Linked DNA regions of Mus musculus: all the other regions are linked to region 2. The links are chromatin contacts, called in public ChIA-PET, Hi-C and HiChIP or PLAC-seq maps. All regions are on one chromosome and are shown on one strand. Each heading gives the region's core, a stretch centred on a gene start, on an enhancer-like site or on the middle of the called end of the contact. The rest is flanking DNA. Distances are from core to core; before and after follow the strand shown. Region 1 has its middle 45 kb from the start of Btd. Region 2 holds the start of Ncoa4 (nuclear receptor coactivator 4). Region 3 has its middle 29 kb from the start of Btd. Region 4 holds the start of Ercc6 (excision repair cross-complementing rodent repair deficiency, complementation group 6). Region 5 has its middle 21 kb from the start of Ercc6. Region 6 overlaps Ankrd28 (ankyrin repeat domain 28). Region 7 overlaps Ankrd28 (ankyrin repeat domain 28).

Region 1 (2,807 bases), core at 279-2,778, 470 kb after region 2:
AGCTAAGCTTCAATAAAATGTTTAAATTCTTTGCACAAGTTGACTGGAAGAGAATGAAAGGCAGGACATAGGCTAGGATAAAATACTAACAAAAGGCATAGCCAATAAAGGAGTGTTATCCAAAATGTACAGATGACTTTAAAATCCATAGAACGAGCCACCCTGCCCTCACTGTGGGCGGAGGAGGGCAGTGGGCACCATTAAGATGAACATAGACATGATGCAGAGATGGGGAAAAATAGAAAAATGGAATGTAAGGTTGGCAGAGTGGTGCAACAACCTGGAACTTATGCAGATACAGACTCAGCCCCAGCTGAGGGGCCACAGGATCACCTTGGCTCTAGGCAACAATGAAGCCTGAGACGACTGGATTGGATCTCCTTGAAAGACCACCTTTGTCCATGATGCCACCAGGGGCCATGTTGGTGTCTGGTCCATTCTACTGCCCCAGGCATCCAGGAAGCCTGAGATCTATGTGGATGTTTGTAGTCTGTCCTGGTGACTGGTTGCCTTGGTGATGCCCTCTGAGGGCCTGCTAGTTGTGATTGGCATGTGTAGCCGTCTGAGGACATGAAGTCCATGGTCTGTGCACCCACTGAGGGCCATGAGTAGGTCACTGGTCCTGATAAGACCAGGGGCTGTGTTGATGTCTGTGGCCTACATTACTCCTGAGGTCTGATGTCCATGGTCTGGGCTGCCATGTTTATGTCTGTGGATCAGGGAGAGCTGGCCCCACCCCTCACCAGCATGGTGTGGGCATGCCAGAGAGCTGGCCTGCACCTGTGGAAGTATGAGCTGGCCCTGACATTGCAGCAGCCTCACAGAGGTGCCAACCATGGCACAAGTTTGAGGGAACCGTCCTGCTCTTCCCCAGCTGTCTCACTGCTCTCCACAGTTGATGGCCTATGGTGGGGATGCAGGTGGGAAAGACTCATCTTCCCTTGGGAGACTGACCACTAGGAATTGTCCATGCTCCATGATTGTGTGGACAACACAAAATGGACTTGTGGGTTTTCTTTCTTTCATTCTTTTTCTTTTTAGGAGGTGGAGGGTCACCAGTGAGGGGGGCTCACATGGGGGAAGCAAGCATAACGGGTGCATGTGAGATTCCCAAATAATAAAACAAAAAAATGTTAAACTCTTTTTAAAGCCTTGGAAAAGAGAGGTTAAGGCTCTGAATTTGGAAAATAGAATATTAATTTAAAAATAGATCTATAATAACCCTTTGTGGAAAATAGGCAACAGACCTTACCAAGCCAGATAAAGGGTGTTCTCCCCTTTGTGGTTTCACTGTAGACCAGAAAATGAAAATGTCAAAATCAGGAAGTAAGCAGTTCTCAAGTCCCGAAGCTGTGCACCGTTCTGGTTAGTGTGGTAAAGCAGCTCCTCGCCCTCTCTGCCCCTCTAGGGGACACAGGGGACACGGGTCATTCGCACGCCCCGCGTATCCACCCTGGACATACCAGCGCCTGCCCATCCCTTAGCCATCCTGCCCATCAGAGCGATTGCTGCAGAGTCTCAGTGCTAGAGTCCAGCTAACCCTGACTGTGTTTTATATGTGTCTCAAGTCATGAAAAGCATGGTGTAGGGTTCAGGCAAGAGGAAGGTAGAATTCCCGCAGAACCCCACCGTGAGTGGCAGGGCTTCGAGCAGACCTCTGTGAAGGGGAGCTGAAGCAGAGAGCCTTTCCCAATGGCTGTGACAGTGTTGCCTCCTGACAGGGCCATCTCTTCACTTTTCCTTGCCTTTGTTTCCTGGCTGTGAAACAATAGTGGTGTGCGATGTACAGGGTTTCCGAGCAGTGCTGCCATCTCTGCTACAGACGTGGTGGGAATTAAGTGAGAGTGCGTGGAAGGGGGCTGGTGTGTAACACGCACAGGGTAAAGGTTAGCTCTCTTCTCTGCCCTGGCATTTTATGGGAAGGATTAAATGAGATAATAGACAGCCTAGAATCTGAACTCAGTGAGTTGATGGCTTTGTGACTTTAAAACTAGTCATTTAACTTCTCTGAACTTCAAGTGTTTTGAGGGTTTTGTTTGTAAAATGAGAACATTTAACATTTTTTCCTATTCTTTTATCTCTCTGGCTGCTGTTGCTTGGGGGCTTCTTGTTTTTTTTTTTTTTTTTTTTTTTGAGAAGGGATCATGGAAGATCGGTAGGAGGGACACATGCAGAGGAGATGGGACATGGTCTGGTGTTAGGGAGCACTCCTGAAAGGCGACTTGCCAAACACTTTGCTGCTATGACACTCTTCTCCTAAAGAAGACGTTATGTTTTTTCAGGGAATGAAAATCATTCAAAAGTCATCTAAAACCTACTGCCTTGGTCTGCGTCTGCAAAAACGCACATTCACTGTGCAAGAGTCTGACTAAAGGAAATGCCTTTGTGGAAGGAAGTTAGGGAGGGTGGAGCCTGAGGTGGCTTCAAGTCTACCCTCAAAGACATCAGTGATCAATTCCTTCTGTGCGACAAATATCTGACAAAGTACACAGAAGCCCTTGGGCCCAGAGTGCCCTTCTTCCCAGAATGTCTCTGCTTTAGTATCCTCAGCATGTTCTCAGAAGCCGAGGGTGAAAGCCTGGCCTAATGGAGCACTACAGGGCAGAGAAGGCTCCTCAAGGCTGACTCAAGATGAGAGTGTGTGTACAAATTAAGGTTTTTGAGCCTTACCCCCCCCCCCCCCCGCTGGTGTAGACTGTATTTGCACCAACCTCAGTACAGTTTCCAGTTCTACCAATCACAGGCCCCACATATAGACCAGTCTCAAATCCTGCATTGCACCAATCACCAGCATTGCATCTTGCTGA
Region 2 (3,106 bases), core at 208-2,707:
AATTCTTCGGGCGAGTAAATCTTGCAAAGAGCAAATCACCTGGGTGTGGTGGCACGTACGTCTGTAAACCCAGCAGAGCCAACAGGATCCCTGCAGCCAGTCTCAAGCAAACTAAACAAACCAGGCTGGAGAGATGGCCCAGTGGTTATCAAAGGGCCAGAGTTCAGTTCTTAGGGCCCACATCAGGTGACTCACAATGGCTTGTAAGGGGATCTGACACTCTTCTTAAACAAACAAAAAAATCCACAGAGCAAATCAAGCGACCTGCTGAGCAGTACAAATTAGTCTCCTGTTTGTCACACAGGATGAAATTCTTTCCAATGTTCTAATGTACTTTAAAAGTTCAGAAACATCACAGTGGGATGCTAACGGAGAACCAACAGCCTTACCTGTCCCATACACACCCAGGGAAGTAACTCAAAAGGTCTATGACCATACTCCAAATTACCAAGTGGGTGGAAAGTCAAGTCCTTCCAAAAGGACGCCAGGGTGGCAGGCCCTTACCTACTAAACAACACTAGCAGGAGAGCTGTGTGCAGGAGGGTCAGATAACTCCAGCCCCTCTGACTTGTCATTCTTGAGCCATCCTCCCAAGTTCCAGCCTGTAGCACTTAAACCCATACTGTTCCCACCGCAAGGGCTAAGTCACATCAGGGCCGGGAGCACGTCCACTTCTTTACATTACTATATCCTCAGTACCCTAAGCATATAGCAAATGAACGCCCGAGCTATGAATTAATGATTCTGCAAGCTCTCTCTTCTCATCAGCTGAAGGGACGAATCAAACGATTTAAAGGGACTGCTGGGAGAAGGAAACGGATAGTGGGCCTCCAGAAGTCATTCCACCTTGCCAAACCACTAGGAATAGGGGCAAATGTGCACTGGGTCAGTAATGGAAACCAGGCCCGCCTGGGACCAGAGAAACAGGGCTGTCACCGCTATAAACCCAGAGGACAGTCAGGGCAATGTAGGGAAAGGGATGGAAGAGAAGCATTCAGGCTGCAATCGTGGCCCAGGAACGAAACATGTCGACAGGACAGAGGAGAGAAGACAGATCCAGCGCTTGGGCATGAAGGAAAAGTGGTAGCGTCGGGACGAGGGGAGGGAGAGGAGCTCTGGCCTGGCGCGACGCGGGGACTGGAGAGGCGATCACAGCAGACGTGACCTGGGGAAGGGAAGGGCCATTGGGCCCCGCGTGCAGGCAGGTGGGATGGTGGTCCCGGACCCGAGGGTCGGGAAGAATGGAGGGGAGGGCAGGACAGGCCACAGGCCGGAGCGAAGAAGGGCACAGGGCAGAAGAGGAAGCGCGCCCGCCGGCCACTCTCGTCCTTACCGGCTGGCAGCGCTCCTTCCGGTGATCCGAGCGGACCTTAGACCGACCCAGACACTTAGCCGTGGAAGGATCCGGACCCTGAAGACAGAGTTCTCGCGATAGGATGGCCTCCCTACCACGCTTCTCGGTAGTGTTCTGACAGTCTCGCGAGATTTCCTTCCGCGCCTGCGCAAAGTCTTCTTAGAGCTCAACGTGGAGGCATGCAGTAACACTCCCTGCCCTTAGTCTGGATCATTTTCGTGCCTATCAGTAAGTCTCTAATCCCAGCACTCCGGAGGCAGAGGCAGAGGCAGGCGGATTTCTGAGTTCGAGGACAGCCTGGTCTACAGAGTGAGTTCCAGGACAGCCAGGGCTACACAGAGAAACCCTGTCTTGAAAAAAAAAAAAAAAAGCACTTCCTGTTCTTGCAGAGGACCCAGTTTTGGTTCCCAGCCACCTACAGGATGGCTCACAACCACCCATACCTCCTGGTTCCAGTGCCTTCTGACCTCCAAGGGCACCAGGCGTGCACACGGTACAGATGTATATATGCAGGCAAAAAAGAGTCATGCAAATAAAGAAAATAAACTCTTTTTTTCCTCTGGGGTTTGTGGTGGTTTGAGTAAGAATGGCCCTCTCGGGCTCACGTGTTTGAATGCTTACTGATGAGAAGATGGCTCTACTTAGAGTGAGTGTCCTTGTTGGGGTGGGTGTGGCTTTGGGGGAGGAAGTATGTCACTGGGGGTTGGCTTTGAGGCTTCAGAAGTCCAAGCCAGGCTTAGTGGCTCACTCTTTCTTTCTGCTGCATGTGGATCTGGATGTAGTACTCTGAGCTACTTCTGCCTGCAGGCCACCCTGCTTTATGCCATGCTGATAATGGACAAAGCCTCTGAAATGGTAAAGATGGCCCAGGCAAATGCTTCCTTTTGTAAGAGTTGCCATGGTCATGGTGTCTCTTCACAGCAATAAAACAGTGACTAAGACAAGGCTGATGGGCTTTATAACTTAGGAAAAACATGCTACATTTTTTTTTAAATATTGAGTAAATAAATGTCAGAATTAATGTTACAGTTTCAAGTCAGTGTATTTTAGCTGGTCTGTATGCCACACCTAACTGACCCTAGAGCTAGGCCCCACCACCCACAGAAGTCCGGCTTCTGAGTTTCCTGTCAGACTGCGTGAGGTCTAGAGAGCCCCTTCTCCAGTATCTCTAACCTGTTCTAACCTTATGCAAACACAGTGTGATGTGGGGACTCGATAAAGAGGGGGTACCTAAGTAACTGGAAGGAAGGATAAATGAGAGTACCAGGGACAAAGAAGAAGTCTGGTTTCATCATGAACACACATGCTTTTTTCCATTGTAAAGCAGAAACAGATGGTTCTGAGCCACCATGTGGTTGCTGGGAACTCAGAACCTCTGGAAGAGCTTCGGGGCTCTTAACCACTGAACCACTTCTCTAGCCTAAACCAGAAACAAGATGCAGGCAGAAGAGCCTTATTTGTAGAAGTGGTGGAAATGGATGTGGGCCCCATAGGAAAGCACACATGCATGACACCTGTTGGAGCTCAGGAAAGATGCTGTAACTGGTACCTGGTATTGTTGGGTTGATTTGTTTGGTTGTATAACATGCATTAAGTTAATACAAATATGGTTGGCAAACTTGTTTACTTGTTTACTTGTTTGTTTTTTTATTTATTTGAGTTTTTCAAGATATGCTGCCTCTGCCTTCTGAGTGCTGGGATTACAGGTCACCTCCTTGCAAGCTTATGATTGGTAAATTTAAATCATACAAG
Region 3 (2,700 bases), core at 181-2,680, 490 kb after region 2:
GGACAGAGCACAGCCTGTCCTCCAGCCCAGCAGCATCCTTGGGATGTTTCCCTGTGCTCCTATCACTGAGTTTAAAAACACTTTTCATTGGTTGATGGTTTTTGGTGTATGTTTATGGTGTATGTTTTTGCGGCAAGAGCTCACTTGACCCAGGAAGGCCAGATTCTCAATGTCTTCTGCCTCAGCCTCCTGAAGGCTGGGATCTCAGGTGTGTGCCTGGATGGTATAAACCCAGCTATCTTGTACATTTTTAACTGCTGTGACTTTATTTTGTCATATATAGACCCTGAATGTTGGATGTTGAAAATCCATGTTTGTCTTGAGGTCATTTAGGCAGTTCTAACCCTCAGCAGGAACTAGAGGGGTGGCTCTCTGCCATCCCTCTACATGGAATTTTTACACCAGGTTACCTCTCATGACAGCCGGCCCTCTGGCTGACTAGTCTTAGGTCTTGTGCCTGCCTGGCCAGTGGGTTTCAGCTAAGGGGTATCTCTCTGGTGCCTCCAGCAAAGTCCTGGTCCTTACTAATACTCTGGCAGCTGAGTTAAAATCCATTTGGCGTTTATTTGAAAGCTATTATTGACTTGGAGACTTGTTACAACATCCATAGTTAACCATCACCGTCCACGCTGTCTCACCCATGAAGGGGTCACCACGTGGATCTTCTTCGGTGATCGCAGCGGGCATGTCTGCGCCTGTGGAACCGGGCCAGTCTTCCAGAAGGCTGTTGTTGGTCTTTTGTTTGTTTGTTTGCTTTTGGTTTTTTTCCTTCTTTGGCATACAGATGTTAAGCTCACTGAATATATCTCATTATGCCCTAACTTCCTTTGTGAGAAAAACCACAGCCAGGCACAACTGTGCCTACAGAAGAGCCCACACAGACTAAGCCACTTCCCCCAAGTCTGTTTCCACCAAAAATACCCTTGGCTTCCTGCCTCCATGCTGTGGTCAGAACGCCTTTTGCTTCCTGAACTTGAGAGCCATAGTTAACGAAAGCATAGCGCAGTCATTAGTCATTGGCATATTTCCTCCTACAATGGCTGGTTTCGTTCATTTTCCTATCCTTTGTTCTGCCATCTGGCAACTTCCTTTCACTGTAAGAGTCCCTTTGTCCGACCCCCATTATTTGCTGTTGCCCTTATGTCTGCAGGAGCAATTCATTCTTAATTGTCATTAGTGGTCTGGGGCTAGTCAGCAGGGACAAATGAAGATCTGACAGGTGCCCAGTACTGTCACATACTGGGAGGCCTGGATGGAGCGGCTCTGCACTCAGGACAAGCCTTCCTGTGCCTGCTTCTCCTGTGGGTTTGGGTTGTCTTGGGATGAAGTAGCAAGATGCATTTTAAAAAGACTGTCTGTCTCTCGAGGTTTGGGGGCAGGGAAGCAGTGTGGACTGTGGACAGCCACATCTGGAGCTGCATCCAGCCTGCCAGCTCCCGCCTGCTGGAGAAGTCTGCACTGGGAGGGCAGGCAGGCACTGTCATCTGGTGGGAGAGGTCCTGCACCATCCCGGGGGGGGATTCCCAGGGCGAAGGAATCCCAGAATTTCCTGAGGGATTGAGCTGTTCATTTCCTCAAGACTTGACTCATCCCGAGCCTTTGCAAGCGATGAGTCAACCCGGGCTGGCGCCACCAGTGCCTTTTGCTTTTGGCATGACGCCTGTGCTTGCCCCACCCGAAGGTTTAAACCCACCGTTGAGGCCACGCTTGTAAGAGCTGTCCTTTGGAATCCAGGGTACATGCTCAGTTGCCCTGCCAAGGACCAGAATAGGGACGTTCCTGCCAGAGAACGGGACGAGGTCAGTTTCCTCTCATACAGTTTGGTGATTTTGTTGTTGCTGTTTTGGGACCGGAACTCACTATGTATCCCTGGCTGCGCTGGAACAGAAATCTGCCTGCCTCTACCTCCTTCTCACAAATACACTCCATGGCACACACACACAGATTTTAAAAGGCATTAAATAGCAGCAACATTAAGAGGCAAATATCAGAAGACTATCCATTCTGCACTTTATAAAAAAATTATAATGGAAACTATTACTCTGCACAGGTCTAACACCTTCATTGGATGCAAATTAGAAACCAGTGGCCTATAAATGCCTTCACTGTCCTGACCATGTCTGTCAGTTTCTAGTTTGGAACTGGTACTGTGGGCAGCCCTTGCCCTGCGCTTTCGTGGGGTCTTGGAAAAGATCTGCTGCTGTTGGGCTAAGCAAAAGTGTGTGCCGGCGACACAGTGGAGACCTCTTTAACACAAATTTAAGTAAACCAGCGTCACTGTATCCACACAGTTGAGCAAAGCTAAACCGATGTATGGAAGTCTCTGGAATCCCTGGATGAGACATCTCAGACAGAATAATTCTTTTACTCATGTTTTCCTAGGTTCGCCTTGCTCAATGCTTCCCAGCCCCTCCCTCCGTCCCTAGCTCGGCGCTCCCCAGTTATTCCGAGGCCCACCCACACACCCATCCACTGACAGCAAGGCAGATGCAAGTCGGGCCTTTCTTCTATTTTGAAGAGCTGTTCCTAGGACTGCATTTCTGACACCGCTGGTGGCTCGGGCATTGCCACCTCATCTGGAAGTTCCTGTTGGCCAGAATAGGGACAGTCACCGAGCAGCCTTTTGTACAGCATTGCTTGGAGAGTGTGTTTCTTAGCACAGAAAGTGATCGGGCTTGGGGGATATCATTGCGGTGTCAC
Region 4 (3,075 bases), core at 477-2,976, 350 kb before region 2:
GGTGCCCACAGATACAAAAGGGAGTTGACAAAGAAGATAACTCCACAAGGAAGAAGCCTGGGCCTTTCCTTGGTCAAAGTTGGGATGGGGGAGGAATGTGAGAAGAATGAGTCTATCCATGAGAAATGAACACTGCAGGCGTGTGCTTTCCAAAATGATGGATTGGCAACACTCCAGTGCTGCCCAGTTCCCTCCTCTTGTAACCAGTAGGCCTTGGAGAAAAGTCATTCCTTGGGATGGTCAGAGAAGTGGTAGAACAAAGGAGTAAGAACTGAAAGGGGCCAAGAAGAGCAGCTGAAGTTAACAGCCTGGAGTTCATGGTGGGAGGGGAAGGAGGGCAAAAAGCTGTTTAGCTTCTAGCTATAGCCAGAAGAGAGCTTGCATGTGTGGGCGAGAGAATGCACATGGGGGTTGGGGGGAGTATAATGTAAAGAAGGATTTGATCAAAGCACTAAAGTTTCAGAGGTGAACTAAATCACACACTGACAAAATTACTGACTCAATCAAATGAGGCATGAGGCAGTTCCCCCTAGTCCCCTGGGAGGCCAGGCATTTAAAGAAAAAATGGCTTTAGTATAGATATATACAAGGGCAACTGTGGTGATGGCCATAAAAAGAAGTTACATAACTCGGCAATTAAGAGAGACCTAAGTAAAACTGTGAAGGTAAGGTGTGAGGTGGCCTCTCTGACAAAGTGTCACTCTAAAAGATTAATGAGATTTGATCAAGGTCAAAAGCAGAGTTAGCATCTCGAAATGAGATAATGAATAAAGGCTGGAACTCAGTGAGAACTTTGTAACCAAAATTCAAGAGCTGATTATAGTATTGCTCGCTGTGTAAATCTTTCAGTCGTTCCAGAAACATCTAAAAGTTACAAAGCTAGGAAACCAGACTTGTGACTTGGGTTTTCTACGGCCACAACCAAGCTGGATTAGGGTCTGGAGAGTTATCTGTACATAAGTACGGTGTTGAAGCGAGAAGGGACAAGTTACACGGGTCCGGGGGCGGGGGGTGGGGGGGTATGCTCTTAAATTATATTTCACTGAAATGGCTCTCAAAAAGTTTAAGGATGCGTGACAACAGCAGGACCCAATTAATGCTCGTAAAAGACCAGTTTTGGATAACAGAGAAATAGCAGTGCAGTGCTAATAGGATGAAGTCAGGAGGAAAAAGACGAGAGGGCTCGGAAGAGAAGGACAGCGGTGAAGATGACACCGCGAAGGGTACCGGGTTACAGCACTTACAGCTCTGTCCCTCCCACTCAACTTTGCATCTTACGGAAGGCGCCGGGTATGCACCACCCTGACTCTCCCTCTCAAGGACACCATCATCGTCATCCAGACCCACCAGAGCCCTGTAGGCCCTGCACGCCGGGCCCCATTCACAAACCCAGAAGCAAATGCAAGGGGCTGGTCCGCGCCCCCACTGCCCCGTGCCCTCCGCTCAGGTGAGAGCCGGCGCCACACGTCACTTCCGGTTTCAGGTGCGCCTGCCGGAAGATATCCGGCCCACGGGCGAAGCCGCGGCTCGCTCGGACGGGCTCCGCCGCAGAAGGCTAGACGCCCACGGCGCGGGGCCACAGCCTCATGGAGAGCCCGAGGCGCAAGTACTCTCACCCGGCCTTCTGTCCGGCTGCCGAACACTCACCCAGAACCACGCGGCTGCCCAAACGAATTCTTCGTCGCTACCGCCGCGACGGAGCGTTGAGACAAACCTTAGCGCATGCGCCCTAGGCCTGTGCTAAGCACCGCCTCTGGGGGCGGGCAGGACCAACGGCGCCTGCGCCTTGCTGAGCCGTTTGTAAGCAAGGGTTTGCCACGTGCGTTGACCAAAGGGAGCCGCGCGTGGCCTTTGTCCTGGGCTAGGTTGGACTGTGTGGTCAGTCTGTAGCCATTTGAGCGGCTTGTATCATTCTTGACAAATGTTATCTAGTTTTATGAATTAAAAGATATTAATAAGTTATTTCTCCGTCACCACCGGTGAAATAAGCCAATTTAAACCAGATTATACTAAAGGCAGGTTTATTGGAAGGCGGTTGTCTGTCGAGTTCACTGGCCCCAAGGGTTGAAGTCGCCATTGTGGGGGTGGGGGTCGTGTATGCGTAGAGAGAGAAGGAGAGAGCAAAATGCCTGGATTTTTTTGGGAGGAACCTCTGAGGGAAGGGCAGCCCAGGCCCTGGGCTGGGAAGTTCAGGGTTATGGGGCAGGGTATGCCAGGTAGGGACTGAGACATGGTATGCCAGGTACGGACTGAAGGATGCTGGGAAAACCTGGAGGCTTTGATATGTAAAATACGCATCTCAGTCCCTTGTCCCTGGGTCTGAAACCAAACTTTCTTTCTTTTCTTTTTTTTTTTTTTTTAAATTTGGTTTTTCGAGACAGGGTTTCTCTGTATAGCCCTGGCTGTCCTGGAACTCACTTTGTAGACCAGGCTAGCCTCGAACTCAGAAATCATTTTTAGAGAAAGAAAAGGGAGTCTGCCAATGAGTGACTAGCTAAAGGTGCTCAAATCCTTTGCTTTGACATCCTCACCTCACCGCCTTAGTCATCTGGCACATCTTAAAACCGAAGAGGAAAACGTACCTTTATGACCGCTCACCAACACCACCCCAAGACCTGGGCAGAGCACCTGAGTGCATGTACAACATGCAGGTCTACAACAGATGGCTTAACTACATTAAGTCACTTAATACTTGTTAACTAATATTAACTATCTAAGCCAAGTAGTAACATTCTTTACCCAACCAAGAATCCTGGAGGTGGTCTCGCTTAGGTGAGAATTTACAAAGAAAAAGCCCAGTTTCCCAAGAGGTAGCTGAATTAAACTGGGAACTAATTAGCCCAGAAATGCCAAGAATAGAGAAGGTGGAATTGTCAGGGTCCTTGGCACGAAGTCCAGTGTAAAGGCACAAAACTTTGGGGGGCAGTAGTGAGAGGCTCCTCACTGCCATCCCCAGCAACCCGCCAGTTTATGAAGCAGAGTCAAAAGATTTCATTAAAGACATTTTAATCAGGGCTTAAGCTCAAAGGTTAAGGAAAGGAGGGGCTCTGCGAAGCAAGTGAAACACACATATAT
Region 5 (3,035 bases), core at 396-2,895, 330 kb before region 2:
CCATCACAAATAGAAGACATCACGAGTTGAACATGCGTAGCTAACATACTGAATGAACATCCTAGCTGAGCCACTGAGTGTTCTGAACAGTCTCAGAGGTTTACTCATGCGATGGAGCCTGGCAGCTATGCCCAGAAAGTAAAGAAATACAGGATTGTGCACCGTTAGCTCCAGAAAAAGTCAGCATCAATAGCTGAAGTATAACTTATTGCTTTTGCACTAGGATAAAGCTGAAAATCACTAAATCAGGGACCACCTCGATATGAATTCTTAAGACGATGGCTGGTATAAAGCTATTATAAAATCTGAGTTGTTATTATTGCTACCATCAAAAAAAAAATTCCCATCCCCCCTCAGGCCACTAGAACCAGAATCCCCAGGGATGGCAAGGAAAGGTCCTTAGTTCCCCATTCTCTGGAGAGCTGACACACTCTGAGTGTGACCTCCAGAATCCAGCCCAGGTGGCACATTCTCTGACTCTGCCCTCTAAGAAGGGCCTCTCCCTTATTCATCCACCTCATGGCTTCCCTGGTTTGTCCAAGGTTTCCTGTGTCCTTTGAGCTTCCCGACTGGTCTCCACTGCTCTCTCGGCCTGACTTCCTCTCCAGAATAGTTACCGTCTAGACATGATCATTTTTTCCTCAAAAGTCACCCTTGGACATATCTCACTGGAGAAATACAACATTTCCTTTTGTAACTGGCTGTTCTAGCCCATGAGTCATTGTGGCGAGGACACAGGTTGGAACCCGGAGTTGGGGTACAGAAGCCAGGGGAAACCCCAACTGCATCACCAATATTGGAGAAAAGGATACGAAATCTTCTCAAACAACTCATCAGCCCAGGGAGCGCAGTTTTACTAAAATATTTAAAGTGGGGTTTCTCAGCATATGAGTCACGACCCTTTTGGGGGTCAAACAACCCTTTTACAGGGAGGCATGTAACAGATGTCTTGCATATCAGATATTTGCACTATAATTATGAAGTAGCAACAAAACAACTTTATGGTTGGGGGCCAGCACGATATGAGGAACTGTATTAAAGGGTCGCAGCGTTAGGAAGGTTGAGAGCCACTGATTTAAAGCCTTATGAGGGAGGGCATGAGAACTGGGAATCACAGCCTGTGTGCTGTGTGGTGTTTTCTGACTGATAAAAGAATTTCTGCTTTCGGTCCAGCAGAGAGAAAGCCAGCCTCAGCAAGTTTTCAGAGTGGGAGCAATTTGGAAGTGGTTTGGAAGAGTTCAATTCCCTGCCTAAAGGTCTAAACAAGCTGAAACTGGAGCTTTTTATACAAATGGTTAGAAACGAAAGCAAAAAAAAATTTCATCAAGCAAAGGTATGTGTGCAATACATTGGCCCCTTGGTGTCATTTGAAGTAAATTAATGTGGAGGACCAAAGAAATGGAGTCGGCAGGATGCAACGCTCCAGGGACCTGCCTGCGATTTCGTTCCTATTGTAGCAAAACCGGTGCTCCCAGCGAGGCTTCAGGGAAAACTACAACGTGCTTAAGTAAGATTAATCAGTAAAGCAAGCGTCCACCTAATGAGTCATCTTTGACATCACAAAGCCAGGAAAATATAAGGCTGCAGCCTGGCGGCTGTGTACTCCCAGAAGCCACAAAACCGGAGCCGCCCACATGCGTGGGTGGGTGTGGTCCCTGAGCACACTTGTCTCAGCGAAGACGAGACAGAAAATGACAGCCTCCTGGGTGCTCTTCACTGCAGCGGGAAGAGTAGGGGTGGATACTAAAGCAAGCCTCGGGGGGAGGGGGTCCATGTCTCCTCAGCAGCCCTCCTGGATTTCAAGAAGCTCTGAGGGACTGTGTTTCTATGAGCAAGTGCAGAGTCTAAATAATGGTGTTACACACATGTAATCTCTGCACTCACGAGACTGAGACAGGAAGACTACAAACTTGACATAGTTTTGGAAATACACAGAAGACTCCCAGTCTAAGAAAGAAAGAAAGAAAGAAAGAAAGAAAGAAAGAAAGAAAGAAAGAAAGGAAGGAAGGAAGGAAGGAAGGAAGGAAGGAAGGAAGGAAGGAAGGAAGGAAGGAAAAGAAAGAAAGAAAGAAAGAAAGAAAGAAAGAAAGAAAGAAAGAAAGAAAGAGGAAGGAAGGAAGGTAGGTAGGAAAGGAAGGAAGGAAAGGAAGGAAGGAAAGGAAGGAAGGAAGGAAGGAAGGGAAGGAAGGAAGGAAGAAAGAAAGAGAAAGAAAGAAAGAAAGAAAGAAAGAAAGAAAGAAAGAAAGAAGGAAAGAAAGAAAGAAAGAGAAAAGAAAGAAGAAACAGAAGGGAGGGAGGGAAGGAGGGAGGGACGGAGGGACGGAGGGAGGGAGGAAGGAAATCTCTAACTCTAGGAACCCCAGGAGTCCAGAGCAAGTGAGATCACAGCTTTCTGAACTACATATCCCCAGTCACTTCTCAGTTTTGAAAGTTCTTTAAGCACTGGGCATGCTGCAATCAATGTTCTCTCTGTTGGCACAGTAAACAGTATAGCCCCAAGAGCCCTAACCAGTCCTCCAGGGTTAGCGGTCAGGCTCCCAGGTCCCTTTCACAGATCCTATTGCTATAGACCTGACCCCTAACCCACTATGCCCCTGTCCATGGTCCAACTGGCAGCCCAGCTTCCTCCACACGACCCAAGAGCAGCATCCAGTGTGTTGGTATGTGGTCCCCTGGTTTACCCTGACAGTCCTTGACAAGAATGCCCCATTGTGCTTGCTTTCTCAGGTCACTGTGCACAGGAGGGGCTTCTGGAACTCTTCCTCAGTGTACAAAGAGCAGGGGGGTTGGCAATGTGGCCATGTATTAGTCAGGATTCTCTAGAGTCACAGAACTTATGCAATGTCTCTATCTATTAAGGGAATTTATTGTAATGACTTACAGTCTGCAGTTCAACTAACCCAACAATGGGCAGGTGTAAATGGGAAGTCTAAGAATCTGGTAGTTGCTCTGTTTCACGAGGCTAGGTGTTTCAGCTGGTCTTCTGTATAAGCTGGAATCCTGAAGAAGCAGGTTCCAACAGATGTGCTGGCCAG
Region 6 (2,700 bases), core at 181-2,680, 390 kb after region 2:
GGGAAGGGGTAGAGCTGACAACAGTGAACGGCAGACAGCTCTAGTCAGTCACTCTGCTGGCCTCTTTATTTTTATTTTTTAAAACAAGTACATGGTAAGAACTCCCTCCCTCCCTCCCTCCCTCCCTCCCTCCCTCCCTCCCTCCGGGTATTGTGTGTGCGCACGTGCACAGTGCGCATGTCATAGCTCATATGTGTAAGACAGGGAACAACTTGTTAGAGTCAGTTCTCTTCTTCTACCTTCTGGGTTCCAGGGATTGAACTCAGGTCATCAGGTTTGTTGACAAGTGGTTTTATTTTATTATGGTCCCTGCTTCTTAATTTAAATTATAAGTACAGTATTTCATTGTGTAGATGTCCAACTGGAAATTTCAGATATGTTAAAAGTCTGATGTTTATTAAGCATTTCAATGTACCAATATATTCACTAGGCCTTTTTTTAAAAATTAAGCTCAAGGTTTTTCATTAATAATGCATAACTTAGTAATAGGAATATTTTTCTTGAACTATACCCACAATTTATTATCCATACCTTCCATTTTGCGTTTCTTTAAGTGATAGGAGAAAGTAAGCCCTTAACTGACCATGTTAAGCCAGGCCTGGTGGCACGTGTCTATAGTCTCCTCACCATGAAAGCAGAGGTAGGATAATCTTGAGTTTTAAGCCTACATGGATTACATAAGAGCTCTAGGCTAGCCTGTATTCATAGGGAGATTCTCTAGGACAAAACTAGCTTAGAGTAAAACTCTGGCTCTTTATAAAAGCAGGCAGCTTTAGTGTTGCAGTTTCTCACCCTTTTCCCATTTTGTAGCACTTGCCTTTATTGAATTTTAAAAATAATATTTAGCCTGTTCATCATCGAAACACTTGGTTCTTCATTCCTGATTTAGTTATTTAAATGCTATTTAAATAAGCTACAAATACACAAATTACTAACACATTTTACCCTTGGCAAACATAGACCCCATTGTATGATCAAGAGTGTGTGGATTTAGTAGTGGAAGACTGTGAGTCAAAGTACCTTGTGTAAAAACTAGTTATTCATGCTACCCAGGAGCCAAGAATATTAGTTAATCATGTGAGTTAAATAAAGGTTGATGAAGAGCTTCTTGTGTTCTATTATTTAAGTAACCATTTAGGGGACATCTAATTGTTTTCAGCATTTGCTTCCTGCAATGATTGAATAAACAAGTTAGAATTCATTTTTTTAAAACATAAGTTTTAAAGCCATATTTTACTAAAGGGACTTTTAGCTATTTTAATGCCTAATTTTCAGTGTTGAACTCTAGTAGAGTGAAATAAGATCTGTATTTTTTCTTTCATTATTAATTAATTCCCTTTTATTTTGATTTGCATAGAAGAATGCTATGTTTGTATGAGTCATAAAATAGCTTCATAGTATTGTGAGCATTGAGTCACAGAATTCCAGGCATCTCTCAGACACAGATGACTCACTTTCTGTGTCATCGTGCTTGCTGTAATGCTTATGCGTTACATTAGAGATGTTTGTCTATTTGACTAGGTCTAATCACATTTTAACATTAGCAACATTTGTTTGTTTAATGGGTAGCACCAAAAAGCCTAGGCAACGAGTTCTTTTTAAAACACACTTCTAAATTAGTCTTCAGCTTTCAGTAAATTTTTATATTTCAGTGCTTGCCAGACAATCTCTGTAAGCTTTTTAGCACTGTTTGGTGTATGATTTCTCTCTATATTCTATTTCCTGGGGTGAAAATTAGAATAAAAGGCGTGATGCAGTAGATTCTAACTCTGGTCATAGAGAGGAAAAACTCTTAGCTCACTAACTTATTTAACATTAATAGCACTAAACTAATTTCCTGTACAGTATTTTTACATAGTATTGCTAAGCCTCCCCACTCTAATCCACACTCTCAGCTGTCCTTAGAGTGAGTTAGAGAGTCCCAAACTAGAAAATTTTACAATCTTGAGCTGAGGAGATAGCTCAGTGGGTAAAGTGCTTGTTAGACAATCATGAGGAACAAAGTTCGATGTCTGACCCCCACCTAAGAGCTGGATGTGGTAGTGCGTGAATACCAGCACTAGGAAGGCAGAAAGTTACCTGGGGATGACTAGACAACTAGCCTACCCTAATGGTCAGCAAGCCCTGGGTCCCAGGAACTGATCCTGTCAGAACAAAGCAGACAGTTCTTGATGAATGGTCCTGAGGTTGACATCTGACCTCCACATGCACACATACACAGCCATGTATCCACATGTACAGCATCCCTCCCCCGAAAAAAATCAGGAAGACTGGAGTAATATCCTGAATAGTCTATAAAAGTGGGTGTTCCAAGATGGTGGCTTAGTTCTTGAGATCATTCACAATCATAGTCACAATCTGCTCTGATAGTGGCCTACATCTACATGTTCAAAGTTAGCTCAGTTTCAAATCTGCCTTTCAGCCTATAGGAAGTAGGAAGATACTCCAGCTATAACGTAGTTTTTGTTTTGTTTTCATTTCATTTTGTTTTTTAAGGCAAGATCTTGCTTAGTTTAGTTTAGGCTGATCCAGAACTCCACTATGTAGCCCAGAGTGGAGTTGATCCTCGGCCTCAGCCTTAGCCTCAGCCTCGGCCTCCCCCTCCCCCTCCCCCATGCTGCTGATGTGCATGCACTCACCCAGCTTGACAGATGCCTTTTAAAGGGAAGGCATTTTCAAAGGTCTGGCATTTGATTTCAC
Region 7 (2,700 bases), core at 141-2,640, 370 kb after region 2:
GCATCATTATTATTTTATCTCTGTGTGGGTGTCTTGTCTGCATGTATATATGTACATCACATGATGCATGCATGCCTAGTACCTAAAAGAGGCCAGAAGATGGTGTCAGGATTCTTGGAATTGAAGTTACAGAAAATTAGAATATGAACCAACCAGTACCCCCAGAAAATTGAGATTCACCATGTGGGTCCTGGGACTCAAACCAGGTCCTCTGGAGGAGCAGCTAATGCTCTTAACTGCTGAGTCATCTCTACAGCCCCGAAATAACTCTCTTTAGGTGTTGGTAACTTAAATACTTAGGTCACTTTGTGAAATTAAGAAGCAGAATAGTTAATAAAGAGTAGCAGGTGCTTTCCCTTTCAAAATAAATATTTCAACAAAAGAGAGGGACAAACAAAGCAAGCAAAACAGGAGGGCTGTGGTAATCCTGACTTCACTTTTTGTGTAATATTTTTTCATTGTAAATTAAATTACAGGTGGAAGAAAGCTACAGTCTTTATTTTTTGTTTCTGGTTTTTGGTTCTACAGTCTTTTACTGTCTGTTCTTCACTATACTGGTCTGTATAGCAAAACCTAGGTAAAAGAAATGCATGAGAGACTTTGTGTAAGATTCATAAAACAAAACAAAAAACCCTTGTTCATTGATGTAATTTTAGCATATAATTAATTATGAACAAGCAATAAGTTGAATAAATATTTGTGGGGATAGATTATTTGAGCACCTAATTTGGTTAAAGAAAGAATGATTTACGTATTTTTATTTTGATATGTTATTTAATAAGCATCAAAAGAGTCGCATATTTTTTGAAGTGACTGCATTGTGTCTGTCAGTGCTGTAATAGAAGGCTATTTTTAAACAGATTGAGCTTGACTGGAAATGTTAAAATAATTACTATCAAAGTTGAGTATGTTAGCTGGCACATGCCAGTAATCTTAATAAAGGGGACTGAGGGAGAAGGAAGAGAAGAGTTCAAGGCTGGTCTAGTCTTGTTTATCAATATAACCAACAACCCAAACCTCTAAAATTGTCCTGAGTAGTGTTGTGTGTGCCTGTGATCCTCCCAAGGCAGGAGGTGTGTGAGTTTGAGGCCAGTTTGAACAACGTAATCAGACTGTTTGTTTGTTTGTTTGTTTTGTGTTTTTTTAAAAAGATGAACTATGAAGCTCCTTATTCATTAGAAACTTCTGTTTAAAATATAAGATTGGAAAAATATTTTTGTATTGGTAAAAATAATCAAATAAATACTGAAGATTTTTTCTTTTGTATTTGCTGCCACCAAGTGGCTGATTGGTGACATTACCAAGTTTGTTACATGTCTAGACAGTGCAATTTACTATATATATCACGGTATACTTGCACCTGGCTTGGGCTGACCTTGAACTCACTGCCCCTTGACTGGGAGGATTTATAGATGTGTGCCAACATAATCAGCCACCCTGATACTTTGAACTAGCTTGATTTGGCTACTTTACAAGCCATAGCTTACTTTCTTGGACCAGAGCTATTCTTGGCACAGAACATCATTTCTGTGTTCCCGGTATTTTGCAGAGGCCTCTTAGGACATTAGCAACTAGTGTTAATAAAGGTGATTAAACATTGGACTAGCACAGGGTCCCCAGTGGAAGAGTTAGAGAAAGAACTGAAGGAGCTGAAGGAACGAACCCCTTGCAGCCCCATAGGAGGAACAGCAATGTGAACCAACCAGTACCCCCAGGGCTCCCAGGGACTAAACCACCAACCAAAGAGCACACATGGAGGGACCCATGGCCCCAGCCTCATATGTATCAGAGGATGGCCTTGTGGAACATCTATGAGAGGAGAGACCCTTGGTCCTGTGAAGGCTCGATGCCCCAGTGTAGGGGAAAGCCAGGAGTGGGTGGGTTGGTGAGCAGAGGGAGGGGGTAGGATAGGGGGTTTTTGGAGGAGAAACCAGGAAAGGGGATCACATTTGAAATGTAAATAAAGAAAATATCTAATAAAAAATTTAAAAGCAACCAAACAGAAAACCCCAAACAAACAAAAAAGCAAAGATGGTTAAAAAAAAAAAAAAAAGAACAATTTTCTAGTGTAGTGTGAAAATATGGTTGATGCATACTGTTTCACACAGGTTTAATTCTGACATGTATTCTTTAATGAGAGTATACATGAGAATTACGATTTCATAAGTTTTTAGAACTAATTTTACTAAATTAATTATGGAGAGTTTATTTTTACTCCAGAAACTGTTATATAAGCATGTATAACATTCTTAGAAAAAAGAAAAAAAAGGAAACTCAAATGTTTACTATTAGGAAGTGGGCTGCTTACAACATTGTGTACTTTTGTGTAGAATTTGATGTAATCATTCTAAGTGTTAGAGAGGGCTACGTGGAGCCATGGGTGGGTGCGTCCTTCTTTTCAGAAGCATGCGTCTGTCCCTAACACTCAGCTTAAAGCTTAAACCCCCATTTTGTTTTGAGGGGAAGAAACATATTAACAAAATATATAATTGGAAGTTTTTAGAAACATACAGAGAAAATAGCTAGCAGTATTTAAGTTTTAAGTAATAGTATGGTAAATTCTTTAAATTTATATATTTGAAATTAATGCTTTACATATTAATATATGAACAACATTTTACAAATCACTGACAGCCTTTGAAAACAAACCATGTATAAACAAATTGGCAAAGTGGCTGGATGTATTATCAGAAAATATAT

What was found. A called contact is a pair of places that touch in the nucleus more often than the background predicts. ChIA-PET counts read pairs in DNA pulled down with a chosen protein or histone mark. HiChIP or PLAC-seq counts read pairs in DNA pulled down with a chosen protein or histone mark.
Region 1: a contact with region 2 is called in an H3K4me3 HiChIP or PLAC-seq map of bone marrow-derived macrophages, with 2.3 times the contacts expected there. The contact joins the enhancer-like site here to the promoter of Ncoa4 in region 2. A contact is called at or near these places in 6 of 115 datasets of contacts at active chromatin or transcription factors (bone marrow-derived macrophages, embryonic forebrain, embryonic stem cells and 1 more).
Region 3: a contact with region 2 is called in a FOXA1 HiChIP or PLAC-seq map of pancreatic cancer cells. The contact joins the enhancer-like site here to the promoter of Ncoa4 in region 2. A contact is called at or near these places in 9 of 39 promoter capture datasets (the 3T3-L1 cell line, the C10 cell line, the SN4741 cell line and 5 more), 2 of 484 Hi-C or Micro-C datasets (both in embryonic stem cells), 17 of 115 datasets of contacts at active chromatin or transcription factors (astrocytes, bone marrow-derived dendritic cells, bone marrow-derived macrophages and 11 more) and 1 of 9 other capture datasets (embryonic stem cells).
Region 4: an RNA polymerase II ChIA-PET map of memory CD8 T cells shows a contact between it and region 2, with 6 read pairs. The contact joins the promoter of Ercc6 here to the promoter of Ncoa4 in region 2. A contact is called at or near these places in 5 of 39 promoter capture datasets (the C10 cell line, the HPC-7 cell line and neural stem cells), 2 of 484 Hi-C or Micro-C datasets (CD4 T cells and the G1E-ER4 cell line) and 6 of 115 datasets of contacts at active chromatin or transcription factors (bone marrow-derived dendritic cells, bone marrow-derived macrophages, embryonic basal ganglia and 3 more).
Region 5: a Hi-C map of bone marrow-derived macrophages shows a contact between it and region 2, with 2.7 times the contacts expected there. The contact joins the enhancer-like site here to the promoter of Ncoa4 in region 2. A contact is called at or near these places in 4 of 39 promoter capture datasets (the C10 cell line and the HPC-7 cell line), 2 of 484 Hi-C or Micro-C datasets (bone marrow-derived macrophages and cortical neurons) and 6 of 115 datasets of contacts at active chromatin or transcription factors (the 230-238 cell line, the NIH/3T3 cell line, bone marrow-derived dendritic cells and 3 more).
Region 6: a contact with region 2 is called in an H3K4me3 HiChIP or PLAC-seq map of bone marrow-derived macrophages, with 3 times the contacts expected there. The contact joins the enhancer-like site here to the promoter of Ncoa4 in region 2. A contact is called at or near these places in 4 of 39 promoter capture datasets (the C10 cell line, cranial neural crest, epiblast stem cells and 1 more), 1 of 484 Hi-C or Micro-C datasets (granulocyte-monocyte progenitors), 2 of 115 datasets of contacts at active chromatin or transcription factors (bone marrow-derived macrophages and embryonic forebrain) and 2 of 9 other capture datasets (adipose tissue and macrophages).
Region 7: a contact with region 2 is called in a Hi-C map of cortical neurons, with 3 times the contacts expected there. The contact joins the enhancer-like site here to the promoter of Ncoa4 in region 2. A contact is called at or near these places in 7 of 39 promoter capture datasets (the C10 cell line, the SN4741 cell line, cranial neural crest and 3 more), 3 of 484 Hi-C or Micro-C datasets (B cells, cortical neurons and pre-pro-B cells), 11 of 115 datasets of contacts at active chromatin or transcription factors (the 230-238 cell line, the HPC-7 cell line, the NIH/3T3 cell line and 8 more) and 3 of 9 other capture datasets (adipose tissue, bone marrow-derived macrophages and macrophages).

The regions. Positions count from the first base shown.
Region 1 is chr14:31,684,447-31,687,253 of GRCm38.p6, reverse strand. No RefSeq gene overlaps it. Among named protein-coding and RNA genes, the nearest start is that of Btd, 45 kb to the right of the region's middle. Within about 2 kb of position 1,528, at least 112 of the 459 cell types and tissues checked have an H3K27ac peak or open chromatin away from gene starts, as enhancers often do. A contact at or near this core is called in bone marrow-derived macrophages, where this site is marked.
Region 2 is chr14:32,158,238-32,161,343 of GRCm38.p6, reverse strand. Ncoa4 (nuclear receptor coactivator 4) reads right to left here and starts at 1,457. Exons shown (of 10, transcript NM_001033988.2): 1 at 1,334-1,457. It overlaps Msmb (beta-microseminoprotein), which reads right to left. Exons shown (of 4, transcript NM_020597.3): 4 at 3,017-3,106.
Region 3 is chr14:31,668,246-31,670,945 of GRCm38.p6, reverse strand. No RefSeq gene overlaps it. Among named protein-coding and RNA genes, the nearest start is that of Btd, 29 kb to the right of the region's middle. Within about 2 kb of position 1,430, at least 277 of the 459 cell types and tissues checked have an H3K27ac peak or open chromatin away from gene starts, as enhancers often do. A contact at or near this core is called in the SN4741 cell line, astrocytes, bone marrow-derived dendritic cells and 9 more, where this site is marked.
Region 4 is chr14:32,512,172-32,515,246 of GRCm38.p6, reverse strand. It overlaps Ercc6 (excision repair cross-complementing rodent repair deficiency, complementation group 6), which reads right to left and starts at 1,726. Exons shown (of 21, transcript NM_001081221.2): 1 at 1,648-1,726.
Region 5 is chr14:32,491,326-32,494,360 of GRCm38.p6, reverse strand. No RefSeq gene overlaps it. Among named protein-coding and RNA genes, the nearest start is that of Ercc6, 21 kb to the left of the region's middle. Within about 2 kb of position 1,645, at least 40 of the 459 cell types and tissues checked have an H3K27ac peak or open chromatin away from gene starts, as enhancers often do. A contact at or near this core is called in bone marrow-derived macrophages, cortical neurons and pancreatic cancer cells, where this site is marked.
Region 6 is chr14:31,767,476-31,770,175 of GRCm38.p6, reverse strand. All of the region lies in intron 2 of Ankrd28 (ankyrin repeat domain 28), which reads left to right. Among named protein-coding and RNA genes, the nearest start is that of Ankrd28, 62 kb to the left of the region's middle. Within about 2 kb of position 1,430, at least 68 of the 459 cell types and tissues checked have an H3K27ac peak or open chromatin away from gene starts, as enhancers often do. A contact at or near this core is called in adipose tissue and bone marrow-derived macrophages, where this site is marked.
Region 7 is chr14:31,793,276-31,795,975 of GRCm38.p6, reverse strand. The region is part of intron 1 of Ankrd28 (ankyrin repeat domain 28); the gene reads left to right. Among named protein-coding and RNA genes, the nearest start is that of Ankrd28, 36 kb to the left of the region's middle. Within about 2 kb of position 1,390, at least 38 of the 459 cell types and tissues checked have an H3K27ac peak or open chromatin away from gene starts, as enhancers often do. A contact at or near this core is called in cortical neurons, where this site is marked.